Regions from separate parts of the Mus musculus genome. Here regions 2, 3, 4, 5, 6 and 7 are each linked to region 1. A link is a contact called in public HiCAR-type, HiChIP or PLAC-seq and promoter capture Hi-C data. All regions are on one chromosome and are shown on one strand. The core of a region is the stretch at or near the end of the contact, and the rest is flanking DNA. Distances in the headings are between cores, read along the strand shown.

Evidence for each region. Promoter capture Hi-C pulls out the DNA fragments that hold promoters and counts their contacts. HiCAR-type assays count read pairs that join an accessible place to other places. HiChIP or PLAC-seq counts read pairs in DNA pulled down with a chosen protein or histone mark.
Region 2: an H3K27ac HiChIP or PLAC-seq map of embryonic stem cells shows a contact between it and region 1, with 5 times the contacts expected there. The contact joins the promoter of Qk here to the promoter of Wtap in region 1. A contact is called at or near these places in 6 of 39 promoter capture datasets (the HPC-7 cell line, hematopoietic stem and progenitor cells, liver and 2 more), 1 of 484 Hi-C or Micro-C datasets (CD4 T cells), 1 of 115 datasets of contacts at active chromatin or transcription factors (embryonic stem cells) and 2 of 9 other capture datasets (liver and pancreatic islet).
Region 3: a promoter capture Hi-C map of pre-B cells shows a contact between it and region 1, with 4 times the contacts expected there. The contact joins the promoter of Fam120b here to the promoter of Wtap in region 1. A contact is called at or near these places in 4 of 39 promoter capture datasets (the C10 cell line, hippocampal neurons, liver and 1 more), 1 of 484 Hi-C or Micro-C datasets (B cells), 1 of 115 datasets of contacts at active chromatin or transcription factors (pro-B cells) and 2 of 9 other capture datasets (adipose tissue and liver).
Region 4: a contact with region 1 is called in a promoter capture Hi-C map of pre-B cells. The contact joins the promoter of Dll1 here to the promoter of Wtap in region 1. A contact is called at or near these places in 3 of 39 promoter capture datasets (cranial neural crest, liver and pre-B cells).
Region 5: a contact with region 1 is called in a promoter capture Hi-C map of hippocampal neurons, with 19 times the contacts expected there. The contact joins the promoter of Pdcd2 here to the promoter of Wtap in region 1. A contact is called at or near these places in 4 of 39 promoter capture datasets (cranial neural crest, hippocampal neurons, liver and 1 more), 2 of 115 datasets of contacts at active chromatin or transcription factors (astrocytes and large pre-B cells) and 2 of 9 other capture datasets (adipose tissue and liver).
Region 6: a HiCAR-type map of astrocytes shows a contact between it and region 1, with 4 times the contacts expected there. The contact joins the promoter of Prdm9 here to the promoter of Wtap in region 1. A contact is called at or near these places in 2 of 115 datasets of contacts at active chromatin or transcription factors (astrocytes and large pre-B cells).
Region 7: an H3K27ac HiChIP or PLAC-seq map of thymic regulatory T cells shows a contact between it and region 1, with 10 times the contacts expected there. The contact joins the promoter of 5830433I10Rik here to the promoter of Wtap in region 1. A contact is called at or near these places in 2 of 39 promoter capture datasets (liver and pre-B cells), 4 of 115 datasets of contacts at active chromatin or transcription factors (astrocytes, cardiomyocytes, large pre-B cells and 1 more) and 2 of 9 other capture datasets (adipose tissue and liver).

Annotation. Positions count from the first base shown.
Region 1 is chr17:12,991,008-12,994,325 of GRCm38.p6, reverse strand. It overlaps Wtap (Wilms tumour 1-associating protein), which reads left to right and starts at 2,067. Exons shown (of 8, transcript NM_001113533.1): 1 at 2,067-2,249.
Region 2 is chr17:10,317,844-10,320,697 of GRCm38.p6, reverse strand. It overlaps Qk (quaking), which reads left to right and starts at 1,337. Exons shown (of 8, transcript NM_001159517.1): 1 at 1,337-1,966. The coding sequence starts at 1,825. Gm46608 reads left to right here. Exons shown (of 1, transcript XM_017317774.2): 1 at 1-1,047. The coding sequence starts at 353. The coding sequence ends at 979. Cahm (colon adenocarcinoma hypermethylated RNA) reads right to left here and starts at 779. Exons shown (of 1, transcript NR_037588.1): 1 at 1-779.
Region 3 is chr17:15,394,490-15,397,721 of GRCm38.p6, reverse strand. It overlaps Fam120b (family with sequence similarity 120, member B), which reads right to left and starts at 1,476. Exons shown (of 11, transcript NM_024203.3): 1 at 1,162-1,476.
Region 4 is chr17:15,374,567-15,377,560 of GRCm38.p6, reverse strand. Dll1 (delta like canonical Notch ligand 1) reads left to right here and starts at 1,738. Exons shown (of 11, transcript NM_007865.3): 1 at 1,738-2,374; 2 at 2,602-2,895. The coding sequence starts at 2,321.
Region 5 is chr17:15,525,899-15,528,751 of GRCm38.p6, reverse strand. It overlaps Pdcd2 (programmed cell death 2), which reads left to right and starts at 1,451. Exons shown (of 6, transcript NM_008799.2): 1 at 1,451-1,761; 2 at 2,140-2,379. The coding sequence starts at 1,479.
Region 6 is chr17:15,561,841-15,564,909 of GRCm38.p6, reverse strand. It overlaps Prdm9 (PR domain containing 9), which reads left to right and starts at 1,579. Exons shown (of 10, transcript NM_144809.3): 1 at 1,579-1,689; 2 at 1,973-2,096; 3 at 2,388-2,495. The coding sequence starts at 1,621.
Region 7 is chr17:15,704,107-15,706,955 of GRCm38.p6, reverse strand. It overlaps 5830433I10Rik (a long non-coding RNA gene), which reads left to right and starts at 1,579. Exons shown (of 2, transcript XR_001782213.2): 1 at 1,579-2,642. It overlaps Chd1 (chromodomain helicase DNA binding protein 1), which reads right to left and starts at 1,989. Exons shown (of 36, transcript NM_007690.3): 1 at 1,644-1,989; 2 at 1-16.

The DNA of each region.
Region 1 (3,318 bases), core at 818-3,317:
CTAGAGGCATGGTGGATATGAATTCCAGGAAATTAAGACAGGGAGATCTCTGAGTTCAAGGTCAGCTGTGGTTAAAGGCAAGGTGGCACACACCTTTAATCTGGGCCACACCTTCTGCTGGAGGCCTACAAAAAGACGTTGGAAGAAGGAAGATTTGCTCTCTCTCCTTCACCTGCTTGCATTGTGGGACTGAACAACTGCTAGATCCTTGGACTTCCATTCACAGCTGCTGCTGACCATTGTTGGGAGTTGGACTACAGACTGTAAGTCATCAACAAATTCCCTTACTATATAGAGACTACCCATAAGTTCTGTGACTCTAGAGAACCCTGACTAGTACAATGTGTTCAAATATATGTGTCTGTACCACAATATGCCTACCAAGACCAGAAATGGTCATCAGGTCTTCTGGAACTAGAGTTACAATTGTGAGCCATGATGTGGGTGCTGGAAATTGAATCCAGGTCCTCTGAAAGAGCAACAAGTACTCTTAATCACTGAGCCATCTCTCCAGCCCCAAGTTAATCTTTAAATTTAAAATAGTGTCTCTGAACTTCTTTGGTATTTGAATTTGTATCTCATTATCTTTTACACTAGAAATCTTTGAAGAAAGTAACATTAAAATGTTTGTACTACAATATATGTAACTTCAAAACCATAGCAACAATGTTATAACTACAAATCACTTAGTGAAACTGAGTGATTCTTAGGTATCTAGGACAGAGCCCTCTGTAGGCACAGAGCCAGAGCATGAAATTCAAACACTGCAGCTATATTCTTTCTTTTGTGTATCTTTCAGTTCCGCTATCAATTTTAATTTGAATTGATTCCTTTCAATTTGTTTTGGACTCTGGAGGGATTTTCTTGTTTTACCTATTCGTTTCATAAGTTTTGAAAACTCACAAGTCTTGCTGTTTCTACCTTTATCTCCTACAGCCATTACCCTCTTTTGAGTAACTATTAAGTTTCTGCAATATTCTTCCATTTTCTCGATATGTGCCTACATATATGTGTATATGTATTTCTACACCTTGCTTTATTCACTCAAGCCAGGACTCATTCCAAAGTAACACATAACTATTAATGTCTGCATCCTCACCAGGAAACAGGATTTCAATGTATATTTCCATTATAAACAAAGTTGATCCTCCTTCTATGGAATATTTTAAGGATCTGTGAACCATCTGTTCACGTCCTTCTCCATTTTCTTTAGTTTTCCAAGGACCCTGCGATGTAAACTACCTAGTGGTGGCATCTGGTCTCTACTGTAACTGTATCCTTATAAATGATCTCAGGCAGGGCACCTACGCTGGGGATTAACCGGGCTCATAAAACCGACTAAGCCTAAATATGACTGTCCCATCTGGGAAGTGCTGAAGAGACTGCCGAGCACCGCTGTTCTTGCTAGAGTACTCCAGAACCCTCACCCGGCTGCCTTCCCGGGGCTTCCAGTCTGCCCACACGCGCAGCCTCCTGGCTCCTCGACTCAAACCCAAAGACGCCCCGGGGCAAAGCCGGCGGCCCCAAGAACGGCGACGGCTTCTAAGTCCCCCTCCCCCGCCCCCAACTTAAAACGAGGGGCGCTTAAGCATGAAGCCGCTGTCTCCCCGTTCCGGCACGATGCGCGGAAGCATCCTGAGCTGTGAGACTGCCTGGAAGAGCCAATCACGCGCTTGTCGGCTCGGATTCCTCCGCCCAGGCCGCGCAGCAGCCGCAGGTGGCCCCGCCGAGCTTGTCCGGCAGCGGCCGTCGTCCCGAGATGCCTCGCGGGTGACCTCCGACCTCGCGGGCCCGCCCTTCTCTCCGGCCGCTTCCCTTCCCAGCCCCGCTGAGCTTGCAGAGCCCCGACGGGGCCGGTGCGGGCTTCCGCGGACTGTCTCCGTGCGGCGGCGGCGTAGTGCCGCTGCCTCTCCGCGCCCCGAGGTCCCGAGCGGGGCCGAGCCGGCCGCCCCTCGCCCCTTCTCTCCAGAGGCGCCCGGCGCGGTGACCGAGGAGGCGCCCGAGAGGCGCGTCTCGGGTGAGTGGGCCACGGGCGGGGTCTCCGCGGCGCGCTCGGGGCGGGGCGCAGTCCGGGCGGGGCGGGGCCGGCGGCAGGGCCGGCTTTCCTCCCTCAGCGCCATTTTGTGGCTGCGAGACCCGCAAATAAAGGTTCTCGCCAGCGCTGCGGCGGGAGGAGCGCGGGGGGGCCGGCGGCGGCGCGGCCTCGGCCTGTGTGACTGGCGGCGCCCGCGCAGCCTCGGGCTGGGAAGGTAGGTGCAGCCCGCAGCGGGAATGGCCACGAGGGCCTGTGGGGCCGGGGAGCGAGGCGCGGCCGCCCTAGACCCGGGGAAATGCACTCCGGGCCGGAAGGGCGACCGGGCCTGCGGCCGTGCAGGTTTCCCGTTAGGCAGAGCGGTTTGCTGCCCGTGGGGATCCTTGCACCGCTTCGCGGCCATTCTACTTCCGTCCCTGACGGCAGGGGACAGGGCGGGCGTTCCCGCGGCCGGGGAGGCGGGGAGGCCGGAGGCCGCCCTCTCGGGGCTGACTGGCCATGCCGGTCCTTTCCCCGCCTCTGTCGCCCCCTCCCACCTTCCAGGGTTCGTCACCGGGGACCCAGAGGTACCCACAGTTCTGTATGGCACAAGTGAAGCATTCTGTTTTGTTTTTTGGGTTTTTTTTTTGTTAAAAACAATTCCGTACCACGTAGTAGCTTGTCTTTGCAACCACGTTCACCTGTGGACTTCCATTTTTACATAAGTGCATGCATTGTGAGAGTAGTTCTTTTTTTTTTTTTTTTTTGACAGCTTAGTGGAATTTTTCGTGAACTTCTAGTCTAGTTTTGGATTTCTGTATGGCTGATTTGACCGTATTTAAAATTGTTTTGCATAAGACAGCGGGTGCACGGTAGAACAAGACCTAAGTTTTCCTCTCTGTGTACATGTTTTATGGGCGTGGGGGGCGGCTAGGCCTTGTGCATGCACGCTAGGCCAGCCTTCTGCCGTTCAGCAATTCCCCGAGCCCACAGTTCTTGGTTTGAGAATGAGGAAGTCAGTTAATTTGACCCCAAAGGACTAAGAATACACTGTAAGCTGGTTGTAAAGATCGGTGAGCCTGTTAAAGCTTCAAGGAGCATGTTATAATCCTCTACGTTTTATTTACGCCTTTTTCATCGTTTTCACGCTCTACCCTAGCCTTTTCATTTAGTTAATTTTATTGTTTGGAAAGATAGGTGGAAGTCACAGATCAGTTACTACAAATTCTACCTTTCTTTCCCTTTAGCTTATGTTTGAGCTTTGGGACTGGAGAGTTGGCTCAGCAGTTTCTCTTCCAGCACCGGAA
Region 2 (2,854 bases), core at 88-2,587, 2.7 Mb after region 1:
AGCCTGCTTACGTACACATTTAAAATACAGTGAGATGATTCCCAGAAAATTATAGCCAGGGCCAACTCTCAAAATGGTTAATTTGACAATCTTGTCTACATTTTAATGGAGCATGTTATAGAGAACTTGCAACAAAACAGGGATGATGCAGATTTAATGACCGACAGCTTCTATAAATCGCAGGACTTCATTGCTGCAATTCGGAACATTGTTTCCGAAACAAATGTAACCGGCAGAACTTCCTCTACACGCCATAGAAAGCCCCTGTCCTGGCCCTCTGCCTGTCATTTATTTATTTATTTTTGTCAAGTAGGTAAAAATAGGCGTTGGCCACTTCGTTTTTTCCCCGAATATGTACTCCTCACACAGGCTCCCTTGTGCGGGGGCCGCACCGCTGAGGAGCCAGCGCCTCCGCCACCAGGGACTGGAACCTGCGGTGAGGATTAACGGAACCGCGCGTCACGCCGCATGGAACAGAGCCCGCCCGCACGCCCGTGGGTGCGCACGCGTGTGCCGTCTCCGCCCACGGTCCGGGGCCGCCTCGCAGCCCACGGCAACGCGAGGCCCGTCACGCGTGGCGCTGGCTCCAGGGGAAACCTCACTGGAGTCCCTACCGCCGGAGACACTTGCGGTGTGGGCGCCCACGCCAACTCAGTCCGCCGCCACCTCGCACCCCAAGCGATCCGACGGCCGGGTTTCCCGCCCCGCGAGGTGGGCGCCGCGCCAGAACGGTTCGGTCCCGCTCCTCCGTCCGCAGGCCATCTTCGTCCCGCTCCACCCCCACGCAGGCGCGCTCCAGGCCCGCTTCCCCCCCACCCCCCGCCCCCACGGCGCGCTCTCCGCCAGGTGGGGCGGAGCGACCCTCGGAAGGGGCGTGGTCACAGTCCTCGACGCGCGCACGCGCTCTCAGCCTCTCGGCTACGTGTCTGGACACGTGACGCCCACCCGAGAGTCCCCAGTGAAGCAACAGGACGTTTAAAAAAAAAAAATTTTTTTTTTTTTGAGGGGGTAGCGAGGAAGGTGGACGAAGAGGTTTAAGAAAAAAAAAAAAAACCCAAACTATAGTAACGCGCGCGGACGCGAGGCCCGGGCGGCGGCGAGCGCAGCGCGTCGCGGAGAGTCCCGCCGGGATTCCTCTCAGCCGCCGCACCCGACCGCGCCCGCCGCCTCAGCAACAGCGCGCCGACGAGCCAGCGCCGCCGCCCGCGTCCCCCTCAGCCGCGACCCCGGCCCCGCGCGGGCGGCCACCGGCGCGCGTCCTCCCCGCCGCGGCCCGGCCCTGCGCCGGCCGTCCCGCCCGAGCGGCCAGGGGCGGCGGCGCCGCCTGAACTGAGGCGAACTCCGCCGCCAAGTGAGTGAGGAGGAGGAGAGCCGCGGAGGAAGAGGAGGAGCGCAGTCGGAGCGCGGCGGCGGCGGCGGCGGCGGTAACGCGGAGCGCCGCGGCGGACAGCACCGCAGACTCGCGAGCTCCGGCGCAGGCGGCGCGACCGGCCGACGAGCGGCCCCCCGGCTCCTCGCGGCGCAGCGGCCCCGCGCCGCGCTCGGCCCGAGACCCGCCTCTGCCGCCGGCCTCGCGAGGGGAGCCGCGCCGGGCGGCCGAGGAGCGGCGGCCGCGGCGCGTCGGGCCGGGCGAAAGTGCCTGCGGGGGGCGGGCGGGCGCGCGGAGCCGGCCGCCCCGGGGCTCGGCGCGGGAGCCGGAGCGGGAGCCGGCGCGGAGCGGGACGCCGCGTCCCGAGCGGCCGGCGGCCGGAGCTCGCCCCCGCCCCTCCCTCCTCTCCTCCGGCGGCGGCGGCGGCGGGCGGAGTGAGCTGCGGAGCCTGGAATATGGTCGGGGAAATGGAAACGAAGGAGAAGCCGAAGCCCACCCCAGATTATTTGATGCAGCTGATGAACGACAAGAAGCTCATGAGCAGCCTGCCCAACTTCTGCGGGATCTTCAACCACCTCGAGCGGCTGCTGGACGAAGGTGAGGCGCCCGGCCCCGGCGCGGCGGCCCGGGATGGCGGGGCGGCGGGAAGGTCAGGCGGGCGGGCGGGCGGGCGCACAAAGGCGGCGCGGGCGGCTCGCGGCCCGGCCGGGGCCGGGCCAGGCCCGAGGGCGGACCCGGGAGCGCGCGGGGCTGCGGGGCTGCGGCCGGCTCCCGACGGCGCGGCGGCTAGGCTCCCCGCCATCCCGGCCATCTCGGCCGGCCCGGCGGGGCCACGCGATTCCCCGAGCTCCGCCTCGCCTGGCCCGCGGAGCCCCGGCTTAGCGGGCTCTTTTCGGTAGAGTTGCGTGGCCCGCAGTACCCGATCGGACCCCGAGATGTCCAGGAATCACGTAGGGTACCGAAGAAAAGTAGTGCTTATGTGGCCGAAGGCGAGGACGAAATGACAGAGTAGAACACTTTTTGTCCTTTTGTTTGGGGAAGCGAGAACTGTTTGGGAGTTTAACTTCACTTTTTTTTTTTTCTTTAGTCTGTGGTGGTGGTGGTGGGGGAGGAGTACGAAATACCGCGAGGACAGACCTGAACGGAATCCGAGTTTGGAAGAACTGGGGCGGAGGGTTCGCTCCCGGCGTAGCCGCCTGCGTTTGCAGGGCGGGGAGCTGGAAGTTTGAAAGGACGGGGATAAAATAGAGCAGAAGTTTGCACAAGCCGAGTTAGGAGCGCTGTGGGGAGCGAAGACTGACTGGAGATTAATGCTGGTCAGCTCTGGAATTCCTTTAGGAACTACTCATAGCAGCGACCTGGAGTGTTAGTTCCCAGTAGCTGTAGGTTTCTGTGGACGCCCGGGGCGGGGTTGGGGGGTGGGATAGGACCAACAAGTCTGTTTTAAATCGAGTAGCGAGTAGTTTCTGTCTTCTCTTTTAAAGT
Region 3 (3,232 bases), core at 227-2,726, 2.4 Mb before region 1:
ATAGTCGTCCTTGTAGGCTGCTCAAAATACAGCCTGAGAGCTCTGAGAATTCCAAGCAGTAGGGTGGGCTTTTCTACCCTGAAATGTCTCCCATACGCTAGGATCAATGCTTATTTGGAAAAAATAAATGAATAAAACCAGGGGCAGATGGATGTATTAAGTGAGATCAAGAACCAATTCACAGTTTATAGACTCCCATTATAGCCAGAGAGAGCGATGGAGAGAAATAATGCCTAACAATAAAATTAAAACTATTTATACTTGGTATTAAGTTCTGTAGCAACAATTGATAGCATTATGTGGAATGCATCCTTCTTACCAAGGTGGAGTCAACTCAGAAAGTAAATGAAATTAGTTTAGTATCTGCAACACAGAAGTTACAATGCTCTACCCAATGACCAGGCCTTTCTTTCAAATACCAAGCACACCTTGAAGATGGTGGAAATGGGGAGGGGAAAACTGGGACAAGAACACTTGCAAAGCAGCAACATAAGATAAATAGCAAGTTGTAAAGGCTCTATAATTATGAACAGAGGGGTGTTGTATTCACAGTACACTGAAATCAAGGACTCCGAAGCCAAAGCTTGGATTCGTGAACTTTTCATTATCAGTTCCATAAATATATCCAGACTCCAGTTCAGAGATAAGAGTAGAGTCTTTGAGTGTGGAAAATAAATGATTTCAAATGCTCTCCACGTAAGTTTTTTGGGGGGGGCCAAAGGTGTTCACAGATATAAACGTCTGGAAGACTGGCTGAACAGATATTTTTTTTAAACTGGGAGGTGCTATAGTCAAGGTGGGGGCAAGAGAAATAACGCATCAGTTGCTGGTGCCTTTCAAAAACAGGTAAAGAAAAAAGTAGCCAGGCGTTCGTACACTAACCTAATGTCAGTCGAGGTCAGGAGCTATCCTCTAATGGATGGGAGATAGGGAAAATGATGAGAGACATTGGACGTGGGTAACAGCAAGTCCCTAAGGTGGAAAGATCTGAGAGCATATGTAGGCCGAAATCAAACGGATGGTCCCCTCCCCAGAGGAACTCAACACAGCTGAGGCCCAGCCCCTTCGCCTCTCCATCACTTAAGGTCCTACAACCTCCCAACCTGGTTTCCAGTTACCAGTTCTTCCCTCCCCAGCCGCTACCAGAGTCTGAGAGTCTACCTCGCTGGTCCTCAGTGTCCTGCAGCTGGGCTCAGGAAGAGTCTCCACCCCGCTCCACCTGCAAGTGGATGGCTGCCTCTCCCCTCCACCCAGGGAGGAACAGCCAGGACGCAGAGAAGCCAGGATGCGGAGGGGCGTGGCCACGGCGAGGATAGTGGACTTGATGCTGGAAGGAGTCTGGGGTAGGGAGATGCGACAGCAGAGATCCAGGGCCGATTCCCCAGCCTGGCCTACCCAAAGCTCAGCAGTGGCCGCAGACTGCGTCAACCAGATTTCAGACCCACAGTCTACGGCGTGCTCACTTCCGCTTCCGTTATTGAACTTCCGCCCGGAGAAGTGTCTGGTTAGACAAAGTGAAGCTTGTGCTTATATAACTGGAAGTAAAGGACGAAGAGACGAAAGGGATGTAGTACGCAAGCGCTAGAGCGGGAGGCGAAGTGGGTGGCACCCAGGAAGAAGGAAGCTTTAACCCGTTGCCTAGCAACCGGGGAATAGCCTAGGACGCCTGCACGCCGCTGGATAGCCGGACTGGGAAAAGTGTGTTTGTCCCATAGGCTAAGTCTTCAGGCTGAGTGGCAGCCTGCACTAGCACTGGGTGCCTTGCTCCGGTAATGCACGCACACAGGCTGCAGCGGATAGTCACTGGAAACCCTTTTAAATGCCACAGACCACAGCTTGCAACCACGCAGAGTATGGGAAGCTGCGAGGATCCTGGTTTGGTCTTGAATCCCCTTAGGAGTACCAGTACTGAAAGGCGGCACAGCTTGGACAAGGAGCATCAAGGGCCGAGAGTCCACTTACAGAGTTGTCATAGGCAATAATGCTGGTCATTTTATTGGGTGAAGTGGCCATCCTTGTGGGCTACATTCAGGCTGTCTAGTATTTTGGATGGAAATCTCCAATAAGCTAAAGCATCCTTTGTGTCGGTAGCCCCCAACTTGGGGTGCTGGAAACATTTGGATCTCAAGATTACAGTTTTAGCTGTTGAGTCACAGCTTGTGCTAGCCTTATGGTAGAGGGGTTCTCTGCCTTTAGCTTTACAGCTCCAGGATGCGTCCTCAGCTGCCAGAGGTAGCAACTCGGTGACTTTCTGGGACTCTTTAGAGCAGCTGGCGCTTGCATTCAGTAGTGTTTTATCTTTTGCAGTTTCTGTTCTCCTCTATGCTATACTTTCCCAACACTCCCGTAGTCCTTCACAGTCTTAGCACTCCATGGCCTCTACAACAGCCCTCTATTGGTTTCTGTTGGGTGCTGTACCTGTTCTTTATGCAACCGACGCAAGCTACCCTACCCGGGATCAAGACTACAAGGAGGCATCAGTACCACTTGGAGTAAATTTTATTGGCAGCACAGGGGCAACTTGCAGAAAAACAAAGCAAAGCAAACAACCACAACAAAAAACTTTCTCCTGTATACTGCCATTGGGCTGGGGTCACTGAGTAGGGTGATCTAAGAGCCATCTCAAGGTGTCATGGTCAGTTTCCCAAGGCCATGAAACTGCTGGGTGGTGGTTGATTGTAATGGTTCCCCTGACTGAAACAAAGTCTCTGTGGCATCTACAGTTGCCGTGAAGTCTTCTCTGGACATTGGTAGCTAGAATAGAGCAGTAATCATTACAGTTGCCCTGACAACAGGCTGAGGAACCTTCAGGGGCAGCTACTTGATTGACAAGTCTCAAGTCTCCACAAAAGGTGAGACTAAACCTGCAACTGCCACCACCCTTATAGTGCCTCAGGTCTTCAGGGGTGGCAGCAATATCATTCAGTCTTAGAAGGTTTGGGAATGGCGAAAACCATACAATGGCTCCCAATTCAGCCTTCATCCCTGCCTGTCTTGGGGTAGTGTCTCAGTATTTTAGTTACTTTTCTGTCCCTGTGTTATAACATCATGACTACAGAGTCAGCCACCTTCCCAGTGAGGAAATGTGACTGGAGCAGCTGAGAGTTCTCATCTCCACATGCAGGAAGCAGAGTGAGAAGTGGGAATAGTTTCAAGGTTTTAAAACACCAAAGCCTACCCCCTCCCCAGGGACAAACTTCCACCAACAAGCCATCAAATCTACCAGAACTGT
Region 4 (2,994 bases), core at 489-2,988, 2.4 Mb before region 1:
CACCCTAGGGGCTGTGCTACAATCAAAGGAACACTAGCTCCAAGAATCACACCTCGGGATTCTAATGAAGCTGCCTAGGTGGTGGGGGTGGAGTAAAGAGGCCCCTCTAAAGATGGGAATATACAGCTCATGGCATGCTCAACACAAAGCTAGGTGCTAAGTCAGAGACTATATCTCCATTTACTTTTCTCTGGAGCTTGTAACCAGGGGAGCCGTTTAGGTAATTCATTGTGATACGTGTGTCCTGGGCCCTCCCAATAAACTCATTTCCCTTAAAAAAAAAAAAAGAAAAAAAAGAAAACAAAAGTTCTAGTGTCTGATGGATGTGTAAAAACCTAATAAGGTGACGGTTGTGTAAAGGTTATGTGTTGGGGGGTGAGGTGGGGGGAGTCTTTCAAACATGTGCCGGACATTGTCGCAGAGGCCGCGGCGTGCGCGGAGGGGAGCTCTTTCTCTCCGCATTGTGCAGAGAGCAGGTGCTGTCTGCATTACCATACAGCTGAGCGCACAAAGAGCCACTGATTCAGCCTCGCACAATAACAGACTGCCTTAATGACAGCCACGCGAACGACACACACCAAACTCACTTTTTACCAAGCAGAGGGAGGCCTGAGGGGAATACCCAGGAGAGTGGGACCGGACACCAGTGAAGGTGGTGTTGGTTGAAAATCTCCCGGGAGAGGGTGTGTACACCGGGAAAGGGGTAAGCTTAGCTTTTGGCTCTGCTGGCTCAGGGAATACACTATCCGGACCCCAATTCCCCATTTCCAGTGATCGTGGACAACACGGAGACAGCAGCGCTCCGGGACACTGCGGTGTCTGGGGGTGTCCGGCCCGGATCGCTAGCCCATCGGCACTCTCCGAGGCTCAATCGCCAGGCTTCACCAGAGGTATAAGCGTGCCTAACCTCCCCAAACTTCCCAAACTGCCGGGGTGCTCTTGCCACCCTTTGCCCACCTCTTCAAGGGTCCCTTTCCTACCGGGCACCCCGCCCCCGCCCCCTCCGGGAGACTCCTCCTTAGAAAGAGGCTGCCAGGGAGGAGGGGCAGCAGCAGGGACGCGGGCCTCTAACCTCTCCCCGGTTCCTCAGTCCCTAGGACTGAACAAACGAGGAGAGCCTAGGCGGCTAGTGTTGGAAACGCCAAGGTCCGGAGGCCGCGTCCTGCGAGCGAGTCTAGCGGTGACCGCGAGTGGGAGGCTCAGGCCGCCCAGCGTGCCTAGGGTCTTCGGGCCTGTGGCGGTGGGGCGGTGGGCGACGCGGCCTCAGCTCCAGCTCCGGGAGCAGAGCGGTTCGTCTCCGGGAACGTTTTGCAGGAATGTAAATGAGCGGGTTTTGCGCTGGGGGAGGGAGGCGAAGGGGCGAGGGCGGAGGCAGAGAGGACTAGGGGGCGGGGAGGTGGGGGGCGGGGAGGAGGGTTGCACATTTTACAGCTCACTGACCATTTGGCGATCCATTGAGAGGAGGGTTTGGAAAAGTGGCTCCTTTGTGACAGCTCTCGCCAGATTGGGGGGCTGCTCATTTGCATCTCATTAGTTATGCGAGCGGCCGGCAGGATTTAAGGGTGGCAGGCGCCAGCCCGGGCCAGATCCTCCGGCGTGCACCCGCGGTTACCCTGTCTGACCAGGGCAGGTCACGGGAGAGCACCGGTGCGGCACGGAGCCTCCCACGCTTCGGCCTCCGGTCCTCGGTGTGTGTTCTCGCATGGCATTGGCTGAATTCTTGAGGAAGACGCGAGGCTTGGCGATAGTGCAAGAGATACCGGTCTAGAACACTCTGGGAGCGGCAGCGGCTGCCGAGTGACGCCGGGCCGGGAAACCAGGGCGCGCGCCGCAGTCCTTGCCACCACCGTTCCCACCGCGCCCCTCGGGGCCCCGGATTATCGCCTCACCGGTGGGATTTCCAGACCGCCGCTTCCTAATAGGCCTGCGAAGGAAGCCACTGCAAGCTCTCTTGGGAATTAAGCTGAACATCTGGGCTCTCTTCCCTCTGTGTCTTATCTCCTTTCTCCTCTTTCCCTCCGCGAAGAAGCTTAAGACAAAACCAGAAAGCAGGAGACACTCACCTCTCCGTGGACTGAAAGCCAGACGAAGAGGAAACCGAAAGTTGTCCTTTCTCAGTGCCTCGTAGAGCTCTTGCCGGGGACCTAGCTGAAGGCACCGCACCCTCCTGAAGCGACCTGGCCCTGATAGCACACCTGGAGCCGAGAGACGCCTTTCCGCCAGTACTCCTCGGGTCATATAGACTTTCCTGGCATCCCTGGGTCTTTGAAGAAGAAAGAAAAGAGGATACTCTAGGAGAGCAAGGGCGTCCAGCGGTACCATGGGCCGTCGGAGCGCGCTAGCCCTTGCCGTGGTCTCTGCCCTGCTGTGCCAGGTAGGGGGCCGGGCGGGGCTGCTGCGCGGTGGAGGGAGGGGAGTCGGACCAGCCGATCAGCTGTCCATCCCCAAGTGACTCCGGCAGCGACGACCCCGAGAGCTGCCCGGCAGCGGGCAGCTCCGGATGGGCGCTGAGGTGCGCTCGGCCTCTGCGTCCTAGCAAGGGCCCGCGCGCCCCCGGGTCCCTCCGCCGCCGGCGCGACCTCACGCCCCTTCCCCGCGCAGGTCTGGAGCTCCGGCGTATTTGAGCTGAAGCTGCAGGAGTTCGTCAACAAGAAGGGGCTGCTGGGGAACCGCAACTGCTGCCGCGGGGGCTCTGGCCCGCCTTGCGCCTGCAGGACCTTCTTTCGCGTATGCCTCAAGCACTACCAGGCCAGCGTGTCACCGGAGCCACCCTGCACCTACGGCAGTGCTGTCACGCCAGTGCTGGGTGTCGACTCCTTCAGCCTGCCTGATGGCGCAGGCATCGACCCCGCCTTCAGCAACCCCATCCGATTCCCCTTCGGCTTCACCTGGCCAGTGAGTGGGCACCTGCGCGCACTCGGCTGGGTCTGGAGGGGTAGGGGTGGCTGGTTGGTGGTTGGCAGTGGGAAGAAGGCAAGGGCCACTGATAAGGGT
Region 5 (2,853 bases), core at 202-2,701, 2.5 Mb before region 1:
TTGAATGATCGTAGCCCGGGAACATATATTCATGTCTTCCCAAGTACTATATGTTCCAGTGTGGAAGCACTTTCATGGAGTTTTTATAGTAACAGAACAAAAAGGAAATTTGAAATCAAGGTATTTTAACAATGAATGCATTTGTGGAAACATTAAGTAGTTACAGAGGAATCTCAGTACAGACCTGAGACACCATCTGATAGCATTGTTAGCCTTTTGATTGGTGGAGAATAGCATTTTGTTAATACAGTCCAATAGTCTTTATCTGTTTATCAAGGTGTTAGGTCTGACACAAAAGCGGCCACTAAGGTATCTTTAAGGGGCTAAAGACAACCCAAGAGAAATAGTACCATTTCTAAAGATTCTAAACTCTTCAAAGTCAAAAAGTTTTATTAGTTAACCAGACTTTGTAGACAGCTCCTTTCCAGGAATTCTTGTTTACACTAGCCAAAAAACCCACTGTTGTTTTGTCTTTACATCTTGCTTCCTGTCTAAATCCAACACACAGGGCAGCGAGTATGGGAGCACCCAACTGTGTGAAGCAGAGCGCTATGATTTACGTTTGTTTCGAGTGCTCCTCCTCAACTGTATCCGGTCATCTTTCTCCTCCACCCCAGTTTTGAACATCCTTTAACTGCATGAGGACAGGTTTCAAGGGTCTGTGTGGGTTCGCCCCCAACCTCAATTCTTCCACAGGAGAACAGAGCCTCCCTTTGAAAGAGAAGATAAAAATAGCAAACTTCAACATTAATTATGATTGGCGACATTACTTAGGATGTATTCAGTTTCATAAAACTAAGATAAGAGAATAAGAAACTCTCTGTTCTGAGATAACAGAATAACCTAAACTGCTAACTTCTGCTTTGGGAAGCCTACTTGCCCCTTTCTCTTCCAAAGGAAGCACGCATTTGTTCTCCCTTAAGAAGTGACCACCACCAATATCCACTTAGCAAGTTCCATTTGCTAGAGAAACTGTCATAATAAAAATCTGAAAATTCAGCTTCTGTAAAACTTGCTCAGCTCCGGGAAAAACCTCTTTTGAAGCAGAGATTTTAAAAGACCACTCTAAGATAATCACAAAGATTATGACAATATCTAACGGCATAAACCATGAAATGTTTCTGATCCGGGCTGAGTCTCTTACCCAATAGCGAAAGGCTACAGCTGCGAACTAATTAAAGTTTGTCTTTTGTCCCCGAGTGCTGAGAATGCCCCCACTTCCCTCACTCCAACCTGAGGATCTACAACCGACACCCTAATCTCAGAGGTCTGAAGAGCTTCCGGCCTTCGGATCCCCAGAAACAGTGACAGTTCGATGGAGGTAGTCTTGCTCACCAGCGTCCTTTATTCACTTTTGCTTCCTGCCTATAGGGTTACCTCCAGTCCGGTCCCAGCTCGAGATCTGACCCCGCCTCCCGCCTTCCGGCCTAACACGTGACCGCCCTCTTCCGGCCTGGTGGCAGAGTCCTGCTGCGAGCATGGCTGCAGCCGCCCCTGGTCCTGTGGAGTTGGGCTTCGCCGAGGAGGCACCGGCCTGGAGGCTGCGCAGCGAGCAGTTTCCCAGCAAAGTGGGCGGGCGGCCCGCGTGGTTGGGCTTGGCGGAGCTGCCGGGGCCCGGGGCGCTGGCGTGTGCGCGCTGCGGCCGCCCGCTCGCCTTCCTGCTGCAGGTGTACGCACCGCTGCCGGGCCGGGACGACGCCTTCCACCGCAGCCTCTTTCTCTTCTGCTGTCGCGAGCCGCCGTGCTGCGCCGGCCTGCGAGGTGAGCGGCCGCCGGGACAGGACCCGGGCGAGGGTTGCCACGGGGGCTGAACCCTGGACGTAGGACGATCGGTTGGCGCGAGTGGTTGTATTCAGGTACCGGAATTGTCTTAGAATCGTGTCCCTTTCATCCTGGGCACGGACTCCTTAAAGCCAATTTCTCTTGTCAGACGGAACTCTTCCCGGGTTTAAAAGCTCTTTAGCTTTTATTTTTATTCCCTTTCATATAAAAACCGCCCCCCCACCCCGAAAGCAAAAACCTTAGGTTTTCCTTAAATGAGGTTTTATGAGGTGAAGCACCGAAAACGGTTCAAATGTTTCAATTATTTTGTTTCACGGAAAGATAATCTCACGTACCCCTTTCTCCTCTTCATTTCAGTTTTTCGTAATCAGCTACCAAGGAACAACGCATTCTACTCCTATGAGCCCCCTTCTGAAACAGAAGCTTTGGGTACGGAATGTGTGTGCCTCCAGCTCAAGTCTGGAGCCCATCTCTGTCGGGTTTGTGGTTGCTTGGCCCCTATGACATGCTCTAGGTGCAAACAGGCACATTACTGCAGCAAGGAGCATCAGACATTAGACTGGCGGCTGGGACACAAGCAGGCTTGTACACAGTCAGGTAAGACAACTTAGCCTTACCGTCTCTGTCAACTGAGGTACTCCAGTTTCTGGTTAAACTTGAAATTAGAAAACATACTTTAAAAGTTTTAGGAACTGGTAACATGAACACTTCGCTAATCTAAAACACAACCAGCTTTATTTTTTTATTAGATATTTTCTTTATATACATTTCAAATGCTATCCCGAAAGTTCCCTATACCCCCCCCCCCCCCCCCAGCCCTGCTCCCTTACCCACCCACTCCTGATTCTTGGCCCTGGTGTTCCCCTGTACTGGGGCATATAAAGTTTGCAAGACCAAGGGGCCTCTCTTCCCAGTAATGGCCGACTAGGCCATCTTCTGCTACATATGCAGCTAGAGACACGAGCTCTGGGGTACTGGTTAGTACAACCAGCTTTATTAACAGGTAGTATTATTAAGAGTAGTTAACCGTGGTCATGCAAAAAGCGTTACAATCACATTCATGCATCCCTG
Region 6 (3,069 bases), core at 330-2,829, 2.6 Mb before region 1:
TTAAATTAGAGGCTTTTAAATTTTTTTTTTTTAAACTCTTTCATAGCCTAATTTTTAGGTTCTTTTCCGGAGAGCCTTATTTGTTTTGATTTTGTCTATCTATTTGATTAAGCTACTTATCTCAGGCGAGACGTGAGCTCAGGGTATGCCTGCCAAAGCTGGACTTCCGGTCCCACCCTCATCCCCGGCTTCCCGGTGCCCAGCTCCAATTGGAGATTGACTGAAACCCCACTCTAGAGCAGACCTAAGCACTTAAAGCTCTGCTCCATGGTTTTAAGACCTTTAGTAGACAGGACACAGGTCAGGTAACACAGCCTGCCACATTGAAAAAGAGGAGTCTGAAGGAACGGACGCCGCACAGAGAACAAGTGTGCGCCTGCGCGCTGGCCACTACCTGATTCGTGCAGGGGCCTGGCAATCCCAGCGAGGGGAGGGGCAGCCTGGAGAAAGCCACGGGCAGGAATTGCACCCTGACTGACAGGCAGAGCTCCGCCCTCCGCTTTTCTTGTTCCCGCCCCTCAGCCAGCTGTCTGTCAATTGGCGGATTCTCCTGTCAGTCAGCCTCGGAACTCCTCAGAGGGACGAACGCCGGCGGTGGCCTCAGAGCCGCGGGATTCTGGACCATGAGTGCAGGCGAAACCTTCAGGACCAGCGAGGCTTTCTAGGCTCAGCCCGTGAGACCCCATATCCCCTAAATTAGATTCGGACCCCCTCAGCGTGACACGCGCGCGCGCGCTCACACGCACACACCCGGTCACCTCAGCTTCTCGGGAACTCCAAACGCCCTTTGGCTGAGTGAGGTCCCAAATGCACTTGTGCGGAACCAACCCAGCCTCTGCCTGAGGAACCTGGGTAGCTCGCCTCAGAGAGACTAAGTTTCCAGACAGGAAACCTGGACTCTCAGCGTAGAGACTCTCCTAAGCCCCAAAGACCCCAGACGCCCTCGGTCTCGAGGACCTGTCTGTCACTCCAGATTGGCTTCCAGAGATCCTAAATGCTCTCGTCCCGCAGGACCCTAAATACCTCCGACGTGACAAATCCCAACTCTTCGTGACATAATCGTCAAATCTCGTCAGACTGCGAGTCTCCAAACCTTATTTCACAGCCTGAAAGACTCCTCTAGCCTACGAACCCAATTCCTTCAATCTGATGCACCCCACTCCTCAGCCCGAGGTCCCCAAAGTTAAAATCTCAGCCAGAGCGTTCCTACATTTTCACCAGAGGGACTTCAATCCCTTGTACTCGGGATTCCCGAATCCATTTACCTGAAAACATCTTTCAGACCCTGGCTGACTCCTTGGTCCAGATGAAGAGCAAGTGGGAATGGGGTGGGGGGGGACACCGGTTGGCGGGAGGAATCTTCCTTCCTTGCTGTCGCAGGTCCTGACCCGGACGGAGGGTCGGTGCCTAGGTTTAGGGCTCAGTCCAGAATCCTTGCTCCTGCACCAGAGTACTAGACCTCGGAGTCCGAAGAAGCTGCCTGTGTTGGCTGCATGGATTCCCAGCCCCTAGCTCCTTCCCATGTGCTGGTGGGCATCTCTGATCGCCTAAGGCCCTTAGTTACCTCTTCATCCATAGGACCATAGGACCCTGGACCTCTCCAGTGAAATGTCCTGCACCATGAACACCAACAAGCTGGAAGAAAATAGTCCTGAAGAAGATACAGGGAAATTCGAGTGGAAACCCAAGGTAGTACGAAGTTATCCTTGAGTCAGGAGGATCATGGGGTGGGCAGAGGCAAACAGCCTTGAGTACCAATACCATATTGATTTTTCCTATGACAAGAAGGTGGGTCCCGATATGTGAGAGAGGAAAGGCTCATTAGCAACTGCTCTGTCAGCATGAACATCCAGTGTTTGCTTAAAGAAGGTTCTGGGAATGGGAGGATAACCTTGGTCACTGAGACCACATTCCAGGGTCCCAAGCCCGGCCCAGCATGTTCCGTTTTTTGTTTTTATTTTTTTTCCCCCAGGTCAAAGATGAATTCAAAGACATTTCCATATACTTCTCCAAAGAAGAATGGGCAGAGATGGGAGAGTGGGAGAAAATTCGCTATAGAAATGTGAAAAGGAACTATAAAATGCTGATTTCAATAGGTAACAAGAAGTCTTCGGTTGAACCAGTCTAGATTAAAAAAATAAAATCTCAGTTCCCATGTTCCCATGTTATGTTAGGGTCTTCCCAGGTATCTACAGTGGTACAGTTCCCAATGGAGACAAGTTTAGAGGAAACGTGTGTGTGTGTGTGTGTGTCTGTGTGTCCAGGACTAAATGTTAGCACTGGCCCTGTAGAGATCTCATCTCCACACCCAGAGCCTACCTGGCCTTGTGATACATTTGTTCCATCCTCTAGGGCCTTTTTAAGAGGAATATTTTGCTGCTTTTCAGGTCTCAGAGCCCCTAGACCAGCTTTCATGTGTTACCAAAGGCAAGCAATGAAACCCCAAATAAATGACAGTGAGGATTCTGATGAAGAGTGGACACCTAAGCAACAAGGTGAGGAGAGGCTAGGAGAGTTTAGAAGTGAGGTGAGGGGGCAGGAGAATTTAGAAGTACCCATCGGAAACCAAGCCAGATTTAGGTTCCATAATGTCTCAGAACCAACTTCTGAAAACTGGGTGTTTCAGAATCAAGGGTCAGCAAACAAACAAGATGCAATGCAAAATTAATAGTAAGAATCTATTCCTGTACATTTTAAAATATGTGAAAACTATATGCTATTTATAAATATAATAAATATGAAATATATACAAATCTGGGCATGAACAAGAAATATCAAACCCAAAGTAGCTAGGATAAGCACCTTACCTAGTCTGTAGCCTGCGTGCTTATTATTAATCATGTAAATATGACCATGGTTGTGCAAATGTCTCTTCAAGATCTTATTTTCACTCTTTATATGTACATAAAGAAATCTAAATCATAAAGTAATTCTATTTTAATTTTTTTTTTTGAGACAGGGTTTCTCTGTGTAGCCCTGGCTTTCCTGGAACTCACTCTGTAGACCAGGCTGGCCTTGAACTCAGAAATCTGCCTGTCTCTGCCCCCCAAGTGCTGGGATTAAAGGCAT
Region 7 (2,849 bases), core at 330-2,829, 2.7 Mb before region 1:
GCTCTCTCTGTGTCACCTGCGGGAAATAGATTAGCAGTTAAGAATATGTGCTGTAGGAAAAGATGTAAGCCCGACTTAGAACTCCCAGAAATGGACCTAGGCCATCAGACTAGAGGTGGCTCGAAGGCCCAGACGCCTTTCACGTACAAGAACTAGGCATCTATTAAGTGCATTCTTGCTTGCTAGGACTTAGCCTGCCACTGCTAGTGCTGTTTTGACAGAAGAGCAACAAACTTTCCAGACTAATTACTACTGTGTAGCACTATTTATATAGATTCCTAAAACAAAGTAACATATACATACTCCCAAAGAGGAGAAAATGCTACTCGGTAACTTCGACAAACAAACGACGAGAGGGTAAGGGTTATGTTTACTGAAGCACTAACTCCTATTACTAAGAACTTCATATCCAGCTAAGGAAAGTTTTTAAATGTTCATTCGGAAAAGAGAGTAATAAAAGGTTATCATGATCTTAGCAAAACTACAAACGTCAAAACAGACAGTTTTTACCAGGTAAACCAATGGTAGAGTGGAAAAAAAAATTATATACCCAGTAAGGTACTTAAGACGCCTTGAAAAAAAACATAAAAAGGCAATACAAAGAATACACACTGTATCTTATTTTCAAGGCAAACGACGGGGACGGGGGTGGGGAGCAAGACAATATTTCCACCTCTCAAGATTTCCGCCAGAGCACTAGAGTCACCTACAAGCCAACCACGAATAAACAAAGGAGATCTCTGGCAGGGGAGGGAGAGGAAGAAGCGGGGGAAGGAGACGTCAGATCCTTCCCCAGCCAGAAAGTACCACCAAGACACACTCGGGACGCAACAGAGTTGTCCTCCGACTCCAGCAGAGACTTAACTGATTATTTCCACTCCAAAGAACAGAGGGGCCAAACAGGCTGCTGCCACCTCCGCCCGGGGGGCCGACTCTGCACCTGGATCAGGATTTCCAACCTGCAGAGCTCAGTCTCCATACCTCTGGGAGAACAGGTCACCTAAGATCCACAGCACTCAACAGTAATTCCTAACGTTAACTATTAATTCCAGCCCCGGTGAAACCGGCCGAAGTCCTCCACCTCCTCTCCGCAAAGTCTGCGCTGAGAAAGTTCACTCGCCTAGGCGCTTTCCCTTTCACCTTCCTCTCGCCCCTCAAGATGGCTTTCCCCGTCCGCTGGACTTCCTTTCCAGCCTCGCCTCCTTTCTCCGTCCGGCCCTAAGTTCTCCTCCGAGCGCCCGGACTCCGGACGCTCCCGCGTCTCAACAATAAGAGCCCCCGAAGTGGCCAGGGCTCCCTCTGCAGCCTCCTTCCCCGCCTGGCAGTTGCCGGGCTCCCGGCTAAGTTTGCCGGGCGGCGCCGCGCGGGGCCGCTGCACCTTCTCCCCGCAGCCGGGCGCCGCGGCCTCCTTCCCGCCTCCCGCTCCCGCAGCCCCGCCGCGCGCCCTCCCGGGCTCGCCCGGCCACCGCCCCCTCCCCCCCACCCGCCCCGCGCTCCCACGTGCTGGTCCCCTCCGCGCGCCGGGCAGCGCCGCCAGGCCGCTGAGGATGCGCCGGGCCGCTCTCCCACGCCCCCGGCGCCGCGCCGGGCCTCGCGGGCCTCGCCCGCTCCCGGCCTCCCCGGCCTCGCCGACCCGTCCTTACCGGCGGGCACAGGGCGAAGGGTGGCGCGGGCCGGCGCCTCGGGCGGAGGATGCCCCGCGCGGGGGCCCGCGATCCTGGATGCCCAGGCCGCGGGACCCGCGCCGCGGACGGCAGAGGGGGAGGGGAGGCAGCGGGCGGAGACGCGCGGAGCTGGGGAGCGGGTCCGACGATCAGTTCATCTCCGGGCGCCCGGGCCGAGCGGGAAGTACCGAGGGCGCCTCCTCCGTCCGCGCTCCCGCCCCGCCGCTTATCGGCCGCCGGCAGCCGCCATGACGCCAAGACCGCGATCGAGCGCAACCGTCTCCGCCGCGCGGCGCCGCCGAGGTCGCTGTCGCCTCCGCCTCCCGAGCGACGTCACCGCCTCGGTTCACTCCCCTTCCCGGCGCGCGGCGGCGGCGCGCACGCCCGGCCTTTCCGCCGACGCGCGGGGGCGGGGCGGGGCGGGGCGGGGCGCCGAGGTGGTGCACGCCCCTCGGGGAAAGCCACCGAGTCCAGCCCAGGCTCGGCCTTCGCACTCGTAACCGGCGCTACCCCTGGCGTTCGTGGGGCTCCCGGGGATGGGCGCTCTGGTCACGGCACGGATGCGCAGGGATCCAGAGCGGGGGCCCAGGACTGCCTGCGGTGGGGGCCGGCCGCGCGCGCCGGGTGTCCGGAGTCCGGTCGGAGCTGCTGCGTCACCCGGGCAGCTAGAGAACTATTGGGCAACCTAGTCGCCTCCCGCTGCGATCTTTGCCTGGGCGACCAGCGACTAAGTCTCCTCCCGGGCGGGGCTTTAGTGAAAGAGAGAAAATAGAGTTCGAGCTGCTGACCTCCCAGGACGCTCCTTGATTCGTGTGTGGGTGGCCCATGCCTGGTTCATAAAAGAACTTTTACAACTGTGCCTGCCTAGATCGCTCCCTGGAATGCGGGTGGAAGGGTGCCGTGCGGAATCGGAACTGGAGGGGCGTTGGTAACTGGATCTAAGGTGCTGCAGCTTAGTTGACAGTTACTGTCATTACTGTATCCGCAGGCCTCAGTATGTCGAAGCAGAATCTCTTCAAGCGTGGTGATGTAGCAATCTATGTACGGTTTTCAATTTTGTTTTTATTATGCTTTTTGGTTTTGAAAGAGCGTTTTATTATGTAGCCCAGGGTGGCCTCAGGGTGATCCTTCGAAGTTTAGGCATTACAGGCAGGCGTGTGCCATCACCACAAGGCTGACTGTTTT